Regions from separate parts of the Sus scrofa genome. Here region 2 is linked to region 1. The links are chromatin contacts, called in public HiChIP or PLAC-seq maps. All regions are on one chromosome and are shown on one strand. Each heading gives the region's core, a stretch centred on a gene start, on an enhancer-like site or on the middle of the called end of the contact. The rest is flanking DNA. Distances are from core to core; before and after follow the strand shown. Region 1 overlaps STIM1 (stromal interaction molecule 1). Region 2 holds the start of STIM1 (stromal interaction molecule 1).

What was found. HiChIP or PLAC-seq counts read pairs in DNA pulled down with a chosen protein or histone mark.
Region 2: a contact with region 1 is called in an H3K27ac HiChIP or PLAC-seq map of skeletal muscle. The contact joins the promoter of STIM1 here to the enhancer-like site in region 1. A contact is called at or near these places in 3 of 5 promoter capture datasets (fetal liver and liver), 17 of 47 Hi-C or Micro-C datasets (alveolar macrophages, blood, fetal liver and 8 more) and 2 of 2 datasets of contacts at active chromatin or transcription factors (alveolar macrophages and skeletal muscle).

Annotation. Positions count from the first base shown.
Region 1 is chr9:6,221,679-6,227,778 of Sscrofa11.1, forward strand. All of the region lies in intron 1 of STIM1 (stromal interaction molecule 1), which reads right to left. Among named protein-coding and RNA genes, the nearest start is that of STIM1, 45 kb to the right of the region's middle. Within about 2 kb of position 3,878, at least 42 of the 83 cell types and tissues checked have an H3K27ac peak or open chromatin away from gene starts, as enhancers often do. A contact at or near this core is called in alveolar macrophages, fetal liver, liver and 4 more, where this site is marked.
Region 2 is chr9:6,266,690-6,272,921 of Sscrofa11.1, forward strand. STIM1 (stromal interaction molecule 1) reads right to left here and starts at 2,734. Exons shown (of 12, transcript NM_001130974.1): 1 at 2,596-2,734. The coding sequence starts at 2,734.

The sequences.
Region 1 (6,100 bases), core at 2,628-5,127:
TAACCACTGAGCCATGGAGGGAATTCCCAAACCCAATTTCTGCATCTTTAAATAAGAAAACCAAGGTTCAGAAGATAGAGGTACCTCACTGAGAGCAAAGTGAGGGAGTTCCCATCATGGCTCAGTGGTTAACAAACCCAAAGAGCATCCATGAGGACTTGGGTTCAATCCCCAGCCTTGCTCAGTGGCTTGGGGATCCAGCATTGCCATGAACTGTGATGTAGGCCGCAGACTCGACTCGGATCCCGAGCTGCTGTGGCTGTGGGGTAGGCCAGAAGCTGCAGCTCCGATTGGACCCCTGGCCTGGGAACCTCCATATGCCACAGATGCAACCCTAAAAAGATGGGGAAAAAAAAGGCAACGCGAGGACTAGAATTGGAATCCAGAACTCCTTAAGACTGAAATATTGAACACAATCCCTCCTGCCCGACCCACTTCTGGGCCAGCTGCAATTAACAAGAGAGGCAGCAGACAGTTCTCTGATTGACTAAACGCTCTCCTCTCAAAGCAGAGCATTTGCACACGCATCCCGCCCCATTCCAGAAGCAGCCGACGAAGCCGACTACAGAGGTTCCACCGGCTACATCCACCACTGAGTCGGGACCACCACCAGAGACTGGTGGATGATGAGTCGGGAGCACCACCAGAGACCGGTCGGTGGATGAACCGAGACCGTCGGCTTCTACGACAACCCCCCGTCTGTGGAAAGAAGGGGAGCACTGAAGGGGCTCTGCCGCCAGCGGAGAGTCTGCCGCCTACCTCCTCAAGCCCAACTAACAGAAAACCAGAGACCCCCTTTGTGCTCCTTTTACCAAACTGTGTCCCACGGAACACTGGTGTTTTATGACATATCAATGGACGGGGTTTTGTTTGGGGGGGGCAGGTTTCCATGATCAAAAAATGTAGAATCAACTATACTTCCATTTTTTTTAAATGCAGAAAATCCTGCATACCTTTCCTTACCCTATTAGATGGTCCCAGCTTTTCCAAACTTGATCTCAAAGGCCTCTTACAGACTAATACCTATTGTCTTTTCAAATGAATGTTCTAAAGAACACTTTGCTTTGCTTTGCTTTTTCAGACACACCCATGGCATATGGAAGCTCCCAGGCCAGAGATCAAATCCAAGCCAGAGCTGCAACCTACACCACAGCTGTAGCACAACTGCACAGGGCCAGGGATCAAACCAGCACCTCCACAGAGACAAGCCAGGTCATTAACCCACTGCACCCAAAGCAGGAATTCCAGAACACTTATTTTAAAAGAGTGCACTTGCGTTCCCGTTGAGGCTCAGCAAAAACAAACCCAACTAGCATCCATGAGGACGCGGGTTCCATCCCTGGCCTTGCTCAGTGGGTTAAGGATCTGGTGTTGCCGTGAGCTGCAGTGTAGGTCGCAGACATGGCTTGGATTCGGCATTGCATGGCTGTGGTGCAGGCTGGCAGCTGCAGCTCCGATTAGACCCCTAGCCTGGGAACCTCCATGTGCCACGGGTGGGGGGGACCTAAAAAGACCAAAAAAAAAAAGAGAGTACACTATAAAATACATAAAGTTACTGCTACCCCAAAATAGACAGGACCCTGAAGTAGGAGAGAATGCAGGGCTACGTGAACTACGGAAATGACACTGTTTTCTCCATCAGAGTAAACTTGCGGGCAGGTCAGCCTGGATTCGGATCTGAGTCTGCCTGACTTGAAGCCTGTGAGTCTCCATCCATTATTACACCTCGTCCCTCGACAGCTGCTCACTCACAACGCCTCTGTGGAGCTGCAGGTGCATGTGCGGCCCAAGCAATACAAGGAAGCATGAGATTTAGTCATCTCTGCCTCCACGGACGCAGTATTTGGTGATACTCACTACCTGACAGAGGGAATGGGGAAGCAGGAACAGAGAGGGGGTGGGGGAGCCTCGGGAGCTCAGGGGGCCCCCCCAGTCATTTCGGAAGGGGAAACTGTTAGGGAAGGCTTCTCAGAGAAGTTGGTGCCTCCCTTAGTCTAGTGATGAAGAAGACCTGCTCGGCATCCCTGTGGTGGCGCAGCGGAAACGAATCTGACTAGCATCCATGAGGACACAGGTTCAATCCCTGGCCTCGCTCAGTGGGTTAAGGATCCGGCATTGCCGTGAGCTGTGGTGTAGATCAAAGACACGTCTCGGGTCCTGCGTTGCTGTGGCTGTGGCATAGGCCAGCGGCTATGGCTCCAATTTGACCCCTAGCCTGGGAACCTCCACATGCTGCAGGTGCGGCCCTAAAAAGATTAAAAAAGAAGAAGAAGAAGACCTGCAGGACCTGCTCCAGAAAGGGGGACCGGTTTCTACAGGAGGACACCTCCCAGCCTATCCAACGAAGATGTACAGAGAAGAGAGGGGTGTTTATCAGCCTCAGCGTTTCCAAGGGCCAGCCAGAGGGGCTTCAGGGAGCCCACCGGGTCGGGGTGCTCCAGAGACCAAGTTACTCGACGGCTGCCTTCCTGGAAACAACCTGGCAGTTTTTACTTTGACAGAACCTTAGGCCTGAAAGGAAAACTTTGAAACTTCCCTGATGATAAGAGACCCTGAAAGCGCCTGGCTTCATTTGTCCATACAAGCTGAATATGGAAGAAACACGAGTTAGACAATGACAATTATCATGGCTGACAATTAATGCGAGTTTATTATCAGTCAGGCAAGGAGCTAAATGTTCAACAGGAATTATCTCATCTTAACCTTCACAGCAGCCCTGTGGGGTGGAGAATACGATTATCTCTGCCCGACACAAGGAAGTAGGCTCAGCAAGGCTACTGACTTACCCAAGTATGACCAGCATGTGATGGGACCCAGGGCTCAGGTCCTTCATCGCTAGACTAGCCAAGGTAACAAACCACTTCTCCAGGAAGCCTCCCCCGACAACTCGCCCTACCACCAAAAATCAGGGCGCCCAGCTCCTACCGCCCCATCCCCCTACCCTCTGTCCCCACTCCCTCTATCATAGCTGCGAACATCACCAAACTATGGGTTTCGGGAAAACAGAGGTTACTAAATCTTAAGCTTCCTTACATCCCTGGTACCTAGCACTGCATCTGCAGCTCAATAATGATTTTTTTAAGAATAAACAACTGCCAGAGTTCCCGTCATGGCTCGGCGGTTAGCGAACCCCACTAGCATCCATAAGGACTCGGGTTCAATCCCTGGCCCCGCTCAGTGGGTTAAGGATCCGGCGTTGCCCTGGGACTCTCCACATGCTGCAGGTGCAGCCCTAAAAAGACAAAATGACCAAAAATAAAGAAAGAAAGAAACAACTGTCAAAGAATATAGTAATGATGGAAGGAAAGAAACAGACTTCAAGGTCAAACAGACTTAGATGGGAATTCAGGCACAGCTACTTCCGAGCTATGTGGTCTTAGCTATCACTTGACCGCTCTCAGACTCAGACTGGTAAAATTTTCTTTCCGAAAAACTTTCAGAGAAAACGAAGTTAAGCCCCTTAGTGCCTTTTGCACATAAAAGTCACTCCGTTCCATTTACCATCATCCTCCTTCCCGCTGGCCTCCATGTGTTGGAGAAAGAGCCCTAGTCTGGGAATATAGACTCTAATTAGCTATCGTCTTAGTTACTTCTTTCTGAGCTTCACTTTCCTCATCCGCAGTGCACAGAACTGCTGGTTCGGAACAGATGAAATAAAATGTGCCTCAGGGTTAAAAAGCACTCACAGACAGGAGGGCTTTCGGTCACTCCAGCCGCCCAGCGTTTAACCAGCCCCACTGCATACGAGGGTCCCGAAGCCCACAGAGGCGTGAGCTCTCAGAGACCTAAAACCATAAAAGGAGGGCGTATCTGCACTGTCACCAGGGGAAGCAGCCAGCTGCACCGAGGAGCCGAGGGAAGACGCTGCCAAGTGGCTTTGCTCCAGCAGTCCCCAGCTAATTAAGGCCTCACCCCCTGCCTGTCTGCCTGTGACCTCTGCAAAGGCTAGAGAACACCAAGTCCTCCGCGGACGCGCTTCTCCTGGCCAGAGTGACCAGGTATTGCCAGCTAAGGACCAGCCAAAGCTTCTGCTAAGAGGTTCCTGCCCTTGGCCTTCCTTAAAGGCCTAGCAAAGAGCCCTCGGCCTGTCCTGGGGTTATGAGTTTAGGATTCCTAAGAGCAGCCCTAATAAACACGGCTACCAGGACCCTGGGTCTGGACCACGTCCCATGTGTCACAACTGAAGCCAGTGCAGCCAGGCCCTCTGTGCAGACGAGGGTGTCTCCGGATGCTGGAGAACAGGGCAAAGGCGAAGAAACGGGTCTTCCCATTCGCAGCTGGAAGCGTTCAGTCGTAGAGGCTCCCAAGGCCGTTTTCAGTCATAGAGGCTCCCAAGGCCGTTTTCAGGCTCTTCGGGCTGCACAGGCCCCAGGGACTTCACCACTTCCTTTGCTCACGGAAGCAGAACTCTCACCCGGCCCTCGGGGCGACCGCCCCCACGCCTGCGCCTAGAGTTAAACTGTCACTCCATCCACCTCGCTCCTCAACAGGTCAAACACACGGGCCCTTTTTGTTGTAAGGGTTGAACTGCTGGGTGGGGAAGGACTACAGTCCTTAAACAATACCCAGGAGGAAGTAACGAAGTTTAAAAAGTCTTACAAGTTAGTTACAGTCACAAGTTCCCGCTTCCCAGTTCCCGGTTCCTGCTGTAACTGCTGCGCTTAGAGAATAGCTACGGTCCAACAGCTCCCGAACTTTTACATTTTAAACAATGTAACCCTCTTCTCCAAAGGCAGCTCAAGTGAAACCTAAAGAGGAGTCTTGGTGTCTAATTAGGTCTAATCTCTAACAATGGATCTAGGTGGTAAACATCAGTGGCTCCTAAAATCATTAGGCAAAAAGCGGATGGGAAGTATCTGAATGAACAGATCAACCCTGGGACACCTCGAAACAGTCTGAAAACCACTCCTGAATGACAAGGAATACAGACACCTGATGTTAAAAGAACCTGGCTTCACATCTTGACTGCCTTAATAGCAGTGTGACACCTTAAAAAAGTTGCCCTCTGAGCTCCAGCTCACTCTTGCGCAGACAGGACTACCTCTCAGGATAGCGACGAGGATCAGAGAAAAAACGGGGTTGAAATCCCTTATATTCTAAAAGTACACAGGACCGTTATTATCGGGACCGTGATGGAGACAACGTGCCCTTTATTCTTGACGGCAGTCGCTCCACCCTCAGCCCACCAGAGTCTTTAAGCCAGTCTCTTCCAATCCTCAGCAAATACACGGAAAATTCTATGAAGACATGAGAGGCAGCAGGACGTAAGGTTCTCTCGGTGGGCAACCGCTGTGTGCCCCACCAGCTTGGGGAGGGGGATGCGAGGGGGACAGCTGCTGGGAAAGTGCCCTAGAGATTATGGCAAATTCATCCTCAGCCTGGGATCTAGGTCTCTTAACTATAAGTCCCAAGTGACCAAAAAAAAAAAAAAAAAAAAAAAAAAAAAGCTCCTTGTGATGAAGGCCGCCCATTACCGGGAAAACTCTGTTAATGACAGAGTGTGACCGCCTAATCCTGACTCAGAAATAACAGGACCTCTCCCTTTTCATCAACACTTTATCTTCTTTTCACAGTTCCTCATGTTCTGGATGATTCTGCCTATAAATAAAGGTCATTTATTGAGAAATAACTCGACATTCTCAGCTGTGTTTATTATCACCAGGTTTTCTTTTCAAAACGCTGATCCAGATTTTAACCAAGCATATACAAGCTTTAGAACTTCCTAACAATACTGAGCAATGAGACACCTCTCCAAGGCGGCTTTGATGCTAAATGAGCGAGAAAGTGAAAGTAAACAAGCAGACTCAACCGGCTGCTTATTTGGGCTCCGTGCTCGTGTCCAAGGTCATTCACTCGCTGGACAGGTTTCTGTCCTGTGATGCCATCCACTGCCAGCCAAAGCACCAATCAGCACGAGCAAACGAGAGCTACCACATGGCACTGGCACAATTAAAACCAAAAGCAGAGACACTTTAACTGTAGGTAAATACACAATTTCCATGAGGTTTACTGAAATGCTGAAGTCAAATTATTAATCCAAAAACAAATACGTACTAAGCATCCCTAAGACCTTATACCAGCTAGGCACTAGCCCATGGCC
Region 2 (6,232 bases), core at 1,484-3,983, 44 kb after region 1:
GAGTGGCCTCTCCACAGCCTAATGAGAGGGTCTCCTCGCAGAGCATCTGCCTTCACTGGAGGGGCAGACCTTTAAAATAGGCATATACATGCAAGGAGAGAAAAAAATGCATATACCTCTCCAAAGAGAGAAAAATTCTCTGGACCCCCCCCTCCCAGAAGACTCTGCAGAGGAGAGAAAGCCCGCCCTTTTCTCGCATCTCTGCTGCAGAGTCACCGGGGCCTACCTAACTCGCCAGAAGGAAGCAACGTTCTCTTGGGCTTGCCCAGTGCACCTCTAATGGGGGAGGAGGGGGGCCCTAAGAAGATGGAAGATGGAAGAGGTCTAGGACTTAAGAATCGGAAAAATGAGCACGGGATCCAGTTTCTTCACCAGCAAAAATGGTGATGGCATCACTTGCCCCTCATTCTAAAAGGACAATTTTGAGACTTTTGTAGGAAAACCAGCTGAGAGACTGTAAAACACAAACTTTAGAGAACACACAAATTGACTAAATATGTTGAATCTGATTCCAAAAGGTGGCAGCTTTAAGGGTAAGTAAAACACCTGTGTTCTGAGGCTCCAGAGGGACAGGAAAGGCTACAAGAGTTCCTGGCTGCACAGGAAGCTCTTCACCAAACCCTTTAGCAGAGCCCAGTTCATGAGCCTAGGCCACCTCTTTGCAAAAATGAGTTCCTATCTGAGTCACAGGCAAAGCCCCAGACAGTCCTAAGGGGACAGTCTACCAAATAGCTGCAACTGGGGCCTCCAGGTTACCCCAAACCATAGTCACTTCCAGCACCAGGGTCTCTGAGACTTCCTGGGATTCAGTATACGGTGGTGACAAACTAATTTCTGAACTGAGAGGAAGAAAGAAAAAAAAAAAAAAAAAGAAGGCTAAGTAGGATAATCCACACAGCCAGGCCCCTACAACACATGGAGGGCTATTTCCATAAGCTCGAATCAGGAGCGTTGTAAGGGATGTTGGAAGGACCTACGGAAGGCACACGAACACACACGAACAAATCTTCCTGATAGCTAGCCAACATCTAACTTCAAAACGTCTTCCTTTTCAGCGTGTGTCTAAAATATAGAACACATTCCCCCCCCCAAAAAAAATATATGTATATATATGCACATTTTATGTCAGGCGCTCATATTACAGGGTGAAAAAGGGACATATTATCAATTACAAACAAGGATGTCACTGGAACAGCAGAGATGCTCCTTTAGTCTTTTTCAAAGTTTGACCTACATCTGCCTACCAGTCCTCCCCTTCCAAGCATTGAGCTGGGTGTCAGGGGCCAAGGAGACACTGTTTGGAGAAACAGGATTCACAGGCAAGAAGGGCCCATCTTCAAAGCAACAGCCGAGGTACCATGCTGGTACATTGGGCAATGCTGGGCTCACTTGGAAGCCAGCACCTGGGGTACCTGCAATCATATCCAGCCCAGTCAAGGAATTTAAAAGGGGGGTTCCTAAGAAAGGGTCTATGGCCAAAGCCAGCCTCTGCATCCGTCCACGAAACTTCCTAGCCACCACGACCTCCACTTCCTTTTCCTCCCTGTCATCAACAGATACTGACTCCAGCTCGCCCACCCACAGAAAGAACCCAGCTATAAACTCTCCTCACTCTGAGTTCACTGCTTCTGGCAAATCCCAGTGACAGGGTGAGAGACATGGGAATACGAAACTGAATTCCTTCTCAGCCTTATGTACAACAAGTCAGTTTTATTTTTTTTTTCAAATGGTTTTTATTTTTTCCATGATAGCTGGTTTACAGTGTTCTGTCAACTTTCTACTGAACAGCAAAGTGACCCAGTCACACACACACATATACGACAACTGGATTTTAAACGTGCTCTGCTCTCCTGCCACAGCACTCCAGGGCTCCTGCTGTTTGACAAGGCTCCCTGGGTGCACAGGGAAAACCAGGACAGATCGAAAATACCGTAGAATTCCTACCCTCATCAGTCAGAAGAGAGAGAATAAGCCAACAAGTGGTCCCAGGAATTTTATCACGCCCGTTTCAGGAAAAGGCCATTGAACTCCACGGCGGTAAGTCAGAAACCATCTAAGGAACGAGCTGCTTTGCTATTTCAAAGGGGCACAGCTAGGAGACAGCGGATCACCTAGGGGAAGGGAGGGACTTGGCTTCCCACACTTACTGGAATAGCCCGGCACACCTCAACACTACGTTATGGAGTAACAGAGCTGGCCCGGTCCTGGCTCTCCCTGACCAACCCAAGCAGCCTCAACCTCCCTGTGCTGCCAAGTGCTGAAACTGGCCAAGAGCAACAGCCTTATCATCCGCGCAGGCCACCCTCGCAGTCAAGTCGTCCTGAGAAGGGGTCTTGGCCTGCTGACCTGCAAGGCCAAGCTACCCCAAAGGCAGACCTCCTTTCACTGCCAACAAAGGACACCCTGAGGAGGGATGAGTGAAGTTGTCGGAGAGACAGAGAGACAGTAGTCACGGCTCCTGAACAGAAAGAACTCCTTGGACTACTAAGAACAGCCAGTGCCATGTGTGGGGCCTCCATCCACTGCACATGCAGAGACCCAGGGTTCAACTTCCCCACTTGGGCAACTCAGTTCTTGCCCGTGGCAAGGCCTTACCTGCTGCAGTGGACTCCTCAGAACCGGCCCCTGAGCCAGTTCCGGTCGCCTTCTCGCCGTGGCTTTGGCTGAGGCTCTGGCCGTGATGCAGGAGGAGCCCCCAGAGGAGCCACAGGGCGAGACGGGCGCACACATCCATGACTCCCGGTCTCAGTCACCATGCGCCGGCTCTGGCCACCTCGGGATCCCAGAGGCAAAGCCGGGAGCCCCGGAGTGCAGCCGACGGTCCTGGAACCCCAGGCAAGATGCCCTCAAGGTGCCGCAGCTGTCCAGCCACCCGCGAGTTGGCCTCCTCTGGCAGCCAAAGGTCAAGTGCTCCAAGTTTGGGCGCAGGAGGAGGGCCGGCGCCTCTGGTCCAATAGTGGGTCCGCCGGAGCTGCGACGGCCTGAGCGCCCTGTCGGCTCGGGCCGCTTCCGGAGAGTTTGGGCTGGGTGGCCGCGGAGCGGCTGTCAGCTCCGCAGCGGGCTACACCCCTGCGAGACGGGGCGGGCGGACAGGACGACCTGCGGGCACCGGGGTGGGGGAGGGAGACAAGAGAGGGAGAGAGGGGGGCACCTGGCCGCGCCCCGCCGAGCAGCAGCGAGCAGCACAGGTTCGAGGAGGGCGTGCGACTCCCAGGCCCCCGCGGGTGGCTCGGGGATCCCAGGCCTCCTAGGCCGAGGTCAGCGCCCCCGCCCAGTCCCGTGCCCAGGCGCCCGGCAGTGCCCAGGTTCAGCAGGCGGACGCGCACGGGCCAGGCCCGGGACAGAGGCTCGGGAGCGGGCGGGCGGGCGGCGCGGGGCGGGCCCGGGGCGGGCGGGGGCGTGCTCTCCGGCAGGCCCGCCCCGCGCCGCCCGGCCCCCAGCGAAGCCCGGGCCCGCCCCAGCGCCGGGCTTCTCCCGGAATAACCTGGGCAAGGCAGCCGCCCGGCGCCCCCGGACCCCCGCGGGCGCTCCCGGCCGCTGGCCCGCGCGGGTCTCGGCCAGGACCGCTCTCCCCCGCCAAGGCTCGGGTCCCGGCCTCCCCGTCCCCCGCGAGCGTCTCCCCCGCGCCAACCGCCGGCGGAGGGACCGGCGGGCCCCCGGCACGCAGTCGCTCAGGTAACCCAGGCCCGCGGCGACAGCTGCGAGGATGACAGTAGCAGCCCGGCCCGGATCTCTGGCTCCACTCGCCTCAGCTCTAGAGCCAGGCTGGACAGAAGCCCTCAGCACCACTACTGCCGCCCGGGGCTGCGGCGGCGACAACCGCCGGGCCTGCTGCGGCCGGGGGCGCGCTCCCAGCCCCCCACTCCGGACAGGCAACCGAAGCTCCGCCCTCCCGCCGCGCCTCGCAGCCAATCGGCTTCCTCCTCTCTGCAGCTTAGGAACCCGCGCGCTTCGTCACCCCGTGCGCAGCGGCCCCTGGCGGGCAGATCTGGGTGCTGCAGTCGGGACCCGGGCTCCTTGGGTGGCCCTGCCCCTTTGCGGAGCGTTGGGGAGAGGAGCGAGGACCCGCCCCGCCGGAGGCCCATTAGGGCCTGTTGGTGTTTTAAGAGGAAATGATGCCAGAAAACAAAATGAAGCGTCCAAGCCACTGTAGGTAAAACTGCCCTACCCCTCCCCTAAGTCTCAGCTCAAGGGCCCCCATCTGCCTTCCTGACCGCCCGCCACACACTCATTTAAGCTAAAACGGATGCCCTCCCTCAACTCTCACAGCGCGTTTTCCCACCTGGTCCCCTCCTCAGGTCCCCTCCCCTCCGAGATTTTCGCGGGTAGGGCCTGTGGCTCGTTGCTCCCTGCATCTTACTCTCCCAGCCCTCTGTGGCTTAGGGGCGTTAGCGACCTGCCCCCATAAAGAGGGAGCCGCCCTGGGCCGCCTTCAACAGAGCCTGCACTTCCTGTTCTCGTCTCAAGTATGCTGTCAGCAGATCTTTACTGAAACCTGCTCCGTGCCCTACCCTGTCCTTGGCATCAGAGGCAGGCGAAGGGATTAGGCCTGGTCCCTCCTCTGACACTGCTAAGCCAGCTACCTGTCCTGAGCAAGGCTTCTGGAGACCGGCAACATGGATTTGCCCAACAGCTGCCCGGCTTAAGGGTTAGGCTGTTGATATAAAAATACACATCTGACGTCACCTACTACCACTCACCCCACTCATTAAACTCCAGTCACCCTGGCCCTCTTTAAGTTCCTCAAACGCACGGAACCTCAGCTGCCCCCCCCCCCCCCACTAGGGCATTGTGTCTGCATGAAATACTCTCCTCTGCCCCGGTGCCACCACCTCTTCATATAGCTGGCCTCTCCTTTCAGATACACTTCCAGATCATCTCAGAAACTGCTGCTCTGACCCCCCCCCCACACACACACACCTTTGGTCCAGAATCAGACCGTACACACGTCTGCCTTCTCCATCAGATTGTGGCTTTTCAGAGATCAGAGGCTGTGCCTTACTCATGTCTAGGAAACAACCATCCAGTCATGGGCCCTATACATAGTCAGGGTTCAGTAAAAGCTGGTTGGCAGAAGTTAATTCCTCTGATGACTCTTTTCTCAAGTAACAGTGGTGTGCTGAGAAGCTGGCCCTAACAGAAGATAAGCCCCTGATCTAGGTTCTCCTAGACCTACACTCTGAGCCAGGAGTCTTAAGCTCAAACAGCAAAATGGGGAAATAGCCAATATTACCGAGAGAAGTAGGTGGAAGTAAGAGGGAGTGGTGGGGACAGTGGCACACTGGTGAGTAGGCAGGAAGGTGGACTCAGTATTGTTGGATCACTTTTAGGAGAAGATGAAAATCTGAACTTTTAAATGATATAGCCCTTTGGGAGTTCCCATCATGGCTCAGGCGTAACAAACCTGACTACCATCCGTGAGGATGCAGGTTTGACCCTGGCCTTGCTCAGTGGGTTAAGGATCTGGCATTGCCATGAGCCGTGGTGTAGGTCACAGACATGGCTCGGATCCTGCGTTGCTGTGGCTGTGGTATAGGCCGGCGGCTACAGCTCTGATTAGACCCCTAGCCTGGGAACCTCCATATGCCGCAGGTGCAGCCCTAAAAAGACAAAAAATTAAATATAAAAAAAAAAAGACATAGCCCTTTAAAGGTATAAAACCCTATATAGGCCACATAAAACACATTTGCAGCCTACATTGATCACTCAGACTACTAGTTTATCCTTTCTGCCTAAGCCAGTCCACCTGCTGGTGCACTCATTTGTCTGAGAGAACACACAAGACAAAAGGAAAGGAAAGCATGCTTAAAACAACCTCCTTTCAGCTCGAGTGCATCATTTCTCTTCTTCGCCCCCATGCTATTTCTTTGGGGGTATGGGTGCAAAACGCATTTGGTCCAAAAGAGCCTGGGTCTTGGAGGCAGGAAGCAAGGGTATGTTACCAATTCACACCAAGGCCTTGAATCTCTCAGAGCCTGTTGCATTTCCTGTGAGGCTAAAATGGTGTCTGGGAACTAAAAATAGAATTACCATATGCTGTAGCAATTTCACTTCTGGGCACCTGCTCCCTAAAATTGAAAGCAGGTTCTCAAAGAGATATTTGTAGACCCATGGACATAGCACCATTCACAACTGCAAAAGGTGGAAGCAACCCAAGTGTCCGTGGATGGATGGATGCCTGGATAAACGAAATGTGGCACATATACATACAGTAAAATATTATTCAGCCTTA